Linked DNA regions of Sus scrofa: region 1 is linked to region 2. Evidence: chromatin contacts called from public Hi-C data. All regions are on one chromosome and are shown on one strand. Each heading gives the region's core, a stretch centred on a gene start, on an enhancer-like site or on the middle of the called end of the contact. The rest is flanking DNA. Distances are from core to core; before and after follow the strand shown. Region 1 holds the start of DACH1 (dachshund homolog 1). Region 2 has its middle 560 kb from the start of DACH1.

Evidence for each region. Hi-C and Micro-C count contacts between places; a contact is called where the count stands out from the background.
Region 1: a Hi-C map of epiblast stem cells shows a contact between it and region 2, with 2.1 times the contacts expected there. The contact joins the promoter of DACH1 here to the enhancer-like site in region 2. A contact is called at or near these places in 4 of 47 Hi-C or Micro-C datasets (embryonic fibroblasts, epiblast stem cells, omental adipose tissue and 1 more).

Annotation. Positions count from the first base shown.
Region 1 is chr11:44,186,431-44,189,213 of Sscrofa11.1, forward strand. It overlaps DACH1 (dachshund homolog 1), which reads right to left and starts at 1,336. Exons shown (of 11, transcript XM_001924267.6): 1 at 348-1,336. The coding sequence starts at 1,192. LOC106505309 (a long non-coding RNA gene) reads left to right here. Exons shown (of 3, transcript XR_002336559.1): 1 at 1-155.
Region 2 is chr11:43,621,691-43,624,743 of Sscrofa11.1, forward strand. No RefSeq gene overlaps it. Among named protein-coding and RNA genes, the nearest start is that of DACH1, 560 kb to the right of the region's middle. Within about 2 kb of position 1,306, at least 3 of the 83 cell types and tissues checked have an H3K27ac peak or open chromatin away from gene starts, as enhancers often do. A contact at or near this core is called in epiblast stem cells, where this site is marked.

The DNA.
Region 1 (2,783 bases), core at 86-2,585, 560 kb after region 2:
CAGGAAGGGCGCGGTGGCCCCTGGAAAGGCATCATCCTCCTCCTTCCCGCTCCCTCGGCCCCGAAGCTTGGGGTTTCCGCGTGCCACAGCACTCGAGCCCCGGCGCCCTGGAGAGCAAGGGGCGGACCCGGCCGGAAGAGCGAGATCTGGGCAGGGTGAGGTGCCAACTTCTCTGAGGGTCGGGAGCGGCCGCAGAGCCCCGAGGAAAGGGACGAGAGGGCCGCGCTCGCCGGGGCGCGCGGCTCGCGGGCGCGCGGAGCGAGCGGCGCGGGGAAGGGAGCGAGGAAAGGGCGAGGAGGCGGGTGGGAAGGGACCTCGGGCGGCGGAGGCTGCCCCCCGCACTTTACCTTGCGTTGGTGCAGTCATTGTAGAGGGTCTCGAAGTCCTTCCTGGAGATGAGTTTGCAGCGGTTCACTCCGGGCTGGATGGCGCCCAGTCCCCTCAAGATGCGAACCTGTTCCACATTGCACACCACCGGCGTGATCTCCAGCCGCTTCAGCTTGGTGTAGACCGTGTGCAAGCCCCCCACCAAGTGCTTCAGGAACAGGTCGAAAGCCTGGGGCAGGCAGATCAGCTCGCAGCCCTCCACTGTGAAGGAAGCCACTTTGGCCCCCCTCAGATCCACCATTTTGCACTCATTATTCTGGGGGGTGTTTTCCACTGGGGACGGGGTCGAGTACACGGGTTTCCCGGGGAGGGGGCCGCAGCTGCTGCTGCTACTGCTGCTGCTGCTGCTACTGCTGCTGCTGCTGCTGCTACTACTGCTGCTGCTGCTGCTGCTGCCGGTGCTCGCGTTGATGGGGGTGCTGGAGGCGCCGCCGCCGCCAGCGCTAATGCCGCCGCCGCCGCCGCTCGCGGTCGCGAGGCTGGGGTTGCAGTTGCTGCCGCCACCGCCGCCGCCGCCGCCGCCACCGCCGCCGCCGCCGCCTCCGTTGCCCGCGCTGCCGCCGCCGCCTCCGCTGCCGCCGCCGCCACCGGTGGAGGTGACTGTGGCCGCCGCCGCCGCCGAAGCGATGGGCTCCGGCCGGAACAGAGTTGGCCCTGAGGACGCCGGGGGCCCGATGGACGGAGCCGGAGACGAGGTCGCCGAGGAGGGGGAGGTGGTGGTGCCGGAGGAGGAAGCAGACGTGGAGATCGGGGGTTGAGGGGGGACCAGCTGGGTCGGAGGGATCAAAGCCGCCGGCACTGCCATGGTCACATATAAGGGGAAACAGAAGGAGGAGAAGCGAGGGGAAAAGTTGCCACACACCCCGGGGAGGGCAAGGGGGAAAAAGGGGGGGAGAAGGAGCTAGGGGACAACAACAACAACAACTCTGGGAGAGGACGAGGAGGCGAAGGGGAGAGAAGGGAAGAAAAAGGAGGTGAGGGTAAGAAAGAGCGAGCGCAGGAGGGGCGAGCGCGAGAGGCGCTCTGGAGAGAAACGCACAAAAGTGTCCCGCAAGTCGAAATGCGAGTCCTCTCCGGGGGCTGGGATCGGGGGCTGGTGTGGGGGGGTGGGGGCGGGGGCGGGGAGGGTCGGCTGTTGTTGTGTGGGTCCCGCTCTAGCACAAAGTTAAGGATGAAGGTGAAAAGGAGGAGGTTTGAAGGACTTGGGTTCTCCCTGGCAAGTACATTGATCAAAGATTGAGAGGGGAATGACAGAGAGAAAATGAGCTGAAAAGTGCAGGCTGCCGGCTGGACGAGTTGTTGTTGTCACACGGTGCAGAGGGGAGGAGCTCCGGAAACTTGAAATACCCTTTGAAGCCGCAAAAACCTCACTCACTAGTATTAACCCAAATTATCCAACCAGGAACTCGGAGCAGAGACTCCGAGAGCGCGAGACCCAGGGAAAGCGAGTGAACAAGAAAAGGAGGAGGGGAGGGGGAGGATAAGGAAAGAAACTAAGGGAGGGACGGAGAGGAAAAGCCGGGGCACGCAAGTGGCGATCGGAAAAGCGGAGGGAGATCTTCTCTTCTACTACCGCTAGATTCTCGGTCTTAATACTCCACTTTGTCCTCGAAGACCGGTAATTTTTTCCCAAAACCTTCAAACCAATCGGCTGCCAACTTAAAGGGAGCCAGAGCGCTCCGAGCTCTCCTTCAAGGATTTAGGATGTGTCTCCGCTCGCTTTTGCAATGAGATATAAATGAAAAGACATACTCTCACTTCATGATTAGTAAGAAATTATTTTGAGGAAAATCCATATGGAAGCAAAGCGTATGTTTCATGCGTCTGGTTATTTTCTCTGTCGATTCAATTATTTATTTAAAGATAGTGAAAACGCCAGGAGAGTTTTCAAGTTGTGGGGGAAAAGTCAGTCTGAAATCGCTTAAGAATAATGGAGTGCTCTCTATTCAATTCCTTATTTCCTAATTGTGGAAAGAAAGAAATGCTTGCCATGATGTGGATGATTCGGAATAACTTCATTTTTGCCCCAAAGCCAGGTCAGAAATGTCTATTATACTGGGAGAATTCGAGATCAGGCACCCTCGAAGGTTTAGAAAGTGGGGAGGGGAAAAAAGAACATCCTAATTTTTTCTTCCCTAACTCCATAACTAATTCACCTGTCTTGCACAGACACCAACAATCCTCAAGTCCTTTAAGACCCAAGGCTAGTTGCTAATGTGATATGTGAATAACAATACATAGATGTATATATTGTATTTGAAAAGTAACAGTGTATTCTGGGAAGGTCCTTCTCAGTTTGTCAGTAAAAAATATGTTTTGTAAATAATGAAAAGAACACAAACAAAGCTCACTAGTTCACTTGTAAAGGCAGAACGGATAGCTATGCTTAAAAACCT
Region 2 (3,053 bases), core at 56-2,555:
AATAAATATAAAACTAAATGCATAGATGGTAAATATAAACAATAAAATAGCACATAATTACCTTCAGTTAAATCTTATAATACCCCTTCTGTATAGAAGAGACTTGCGTCATAACCTTAACTAATTATTTGGCAAAGTCAGGATTTACACACAAGTTTACCGAGTCTAGGGCCATGTATTTCCTACCACATTACACATACTCCTTTCAAATTGTGATTATTTCTTTCTCATTTCCAATAACAGCCTTAAGGGCTCAGTTGACAGCATACTTGCTGGGTGCTTTCTCAGGAACAACCTGAATCACACACAACTATTCAGATCCTTGTGAAACCCCAGAAGGGTTAATATGAGTGAGGAAAACTAGAGTCAGTGGTTAAGGAAGTTTTGTGGAATGGGAAAGCAAGTCTGGATGAGGTGGGAGACAAAGAAAATGGAAATATTTCATTTATATTGCTTTTAATTCTTAAATACTAAAGTTTCTAAATCCCCTCATAAATATGATTAATCCTGACATATGTTCATACAATATCTATGCTGATGTTTAAATAGAATAAATATCATTGTGTATATTTTGTTTTTATGCTGGAGGGAAGAAAATAATTACTTCTCTATAACTTAAGGAGATTCTCATGGAATAATGCAATAGAGACAAAATTAATTAAACCTAAAGACATATGTAACTGAAATAGCAGAATGTTTAATGGTAAAAGAATCATTTAAAATTGTACTATCAAGTACATTTTCTGCTCAGACACAAAGGATTTCTCAAACCTATCATCTACTTTTTAAAGGTAACTTGTTTGTAATACAAAATAAAAATTATAGGCACTATTTTGTAATATATAATTCTTAAACAATTATCTATAAGGCATGAGTACTCAAATGTGCCCAAGAGTAATCAAAAATAAGAAGGTACATACAGACTGGGGAAACAATATCTCAATACTATTGCTTTTTGCACAGAACACACATGAAAATATCTATAATAGGAAGATTTGATGGGCCTTTTTCTTGATGCATTTTTCATTTGCCCCAATATAAAAAATTTAAAAATAAAAAAAAAAAATTTAGAAACAAGATTCTAAAAACTTTAGAAACCAAGTTCCCGAAGTCATATGATTTTGGGGGGACTCCTGCCTGGGTCTGCAACTGCAAAGAACCCATCTTTCATTCACTTGTGTGATTCTCCTCTATAGTTCCTGACATTTTTTAAATGCATTTTCTCAGGGACCACAAGAATGGCATTCCTCTTGGAATCTTCCTCATTGTTCTTTAAAGTCCCAGCTCTTGCCATCGCCTTTTGTAGAAAGATTTCCCTATCCCACAGTTACATTCCTCAGGTTCTGCTCATTGTCACTTAGAGGCCGCCTCAGTTCCTCCGTATATTCGTCTTTCTTTAGTCCAGATCAATAGATCATTTTAAATCAGCGCGCTGAAGACTGAAAGACCACATTTTATTGCAGGATGGTAGTTCAGACGTAAGAGAGTGAATGATTTCTTGGGGTTTGTGGTCCATAATTATATTAACCTTGGTCCCACACCAAGCTATTTGAAACTTCTCACACCTCATTACCAGTCAATGCATCCTTCTCTGAATAAGAATTGCATTGTTTGACTTTGAAAGACATGTTGTTAAAATCCCTTTACAGGTTCATGATGTTTCTTTAGAAGAGTGGAACAAATTTCATGGTCAAAGTCAAAATTTTAGCACCCTTTTTTATTACAAAGGTACCTAACCCTATGAATCCCAGGACAGTCTATATTGTTGAAAGTGAGTTAGAGAAAAGAAAAAAAGCAAGCTGTTTTTATCATAAACATAATAATAATATCTTTACATTTCAGCAAATGACTGTTTATATATATATATTTGTGTTCAGCATTTTCTAAATGAAATGTATAACCTCAAACTATAGGAAGAAAATGAGTAATTATAATGATTGATTAATATATTTTAATTATTTTGCAATCAATGACTTTTATCCTGCCTTAAGATTAAAAAGAGAAATAGTTTGGGGAGTGGAAAGAATGTTTATTGATGTGAATGAAATGGTTCCTGCCGGGATATTTCCTGGAGATTGTATTGGACATCTTTGAAACAAATTGAGACATAATTAATCTAGCCTAATTAATTAAAGTCTCATTTAAAACAAACAAACTCAAAATACATTATATATATTTTACTAAGCCCTACTGAGGTTATCAGCATGTATGTAATTTAAGAATTATCTAGAAGGGGATTATATTTTTGACTTCCATTGAATAATCAGTCTAAAGCCAAAATGTTCTCTTTTTGCTCTGAGGAAAGCTGAATGACAAAAGGGACAACTATATAAAGTCCCAACTGTCCCTTTTTATGAGAAAACAGCCAAACACTGGATAAGCAAAAGGGCATTTGTTTGCATTGGGTATAGCCCAGGGAATTCCTTTTAAACTGGTGCATTCACTCAACATGTGAAAGACTAAGCATTTTTTTGTTGTTGCTGTTTTACTAGATGGGGTTAATGATCTATCCTTGGAAGATCAATGACATCAAATCAATGCTAGGATCAAAATTAGAACGCATATAGTTTGAAAAATTTTAGGTGATGAACTGTCTTGAAAACATAAAAGGTAGTCTATATACTTATAAAACTTAGGGAAAATGGACAAAAGTCTTATTAAGCAAATTAATCATCTCAGTATTTCACTTATTATCTCAATCGTCTCTCAGGTATCCAGCTTCCCTGAGTAATACCAAGAATTTTAATCCTTAGAACAAAATTTTCTGAGACATATATACCATACATCTGTCACTCAAGTGGGGACTCTCACAAAATTTTCTAAATAACCTAAGGACCATTTTTTTCCATTTCCTTGTATTAAAAAATCTCTGTAAAGTTTTTTGGGTCAATTTCATTCCCTAATAAGCAGAGTATATTGATATACAGTTTTAATCATCTTATAGGGTGTTGGGTTTACTGTATTAAACATAATTTTTCAAACTATAGCTCTATAAATTAAAAACATACATATTTTAGTATATGTGTTAGTCCATAGAAGTGTTTACTTCTGAT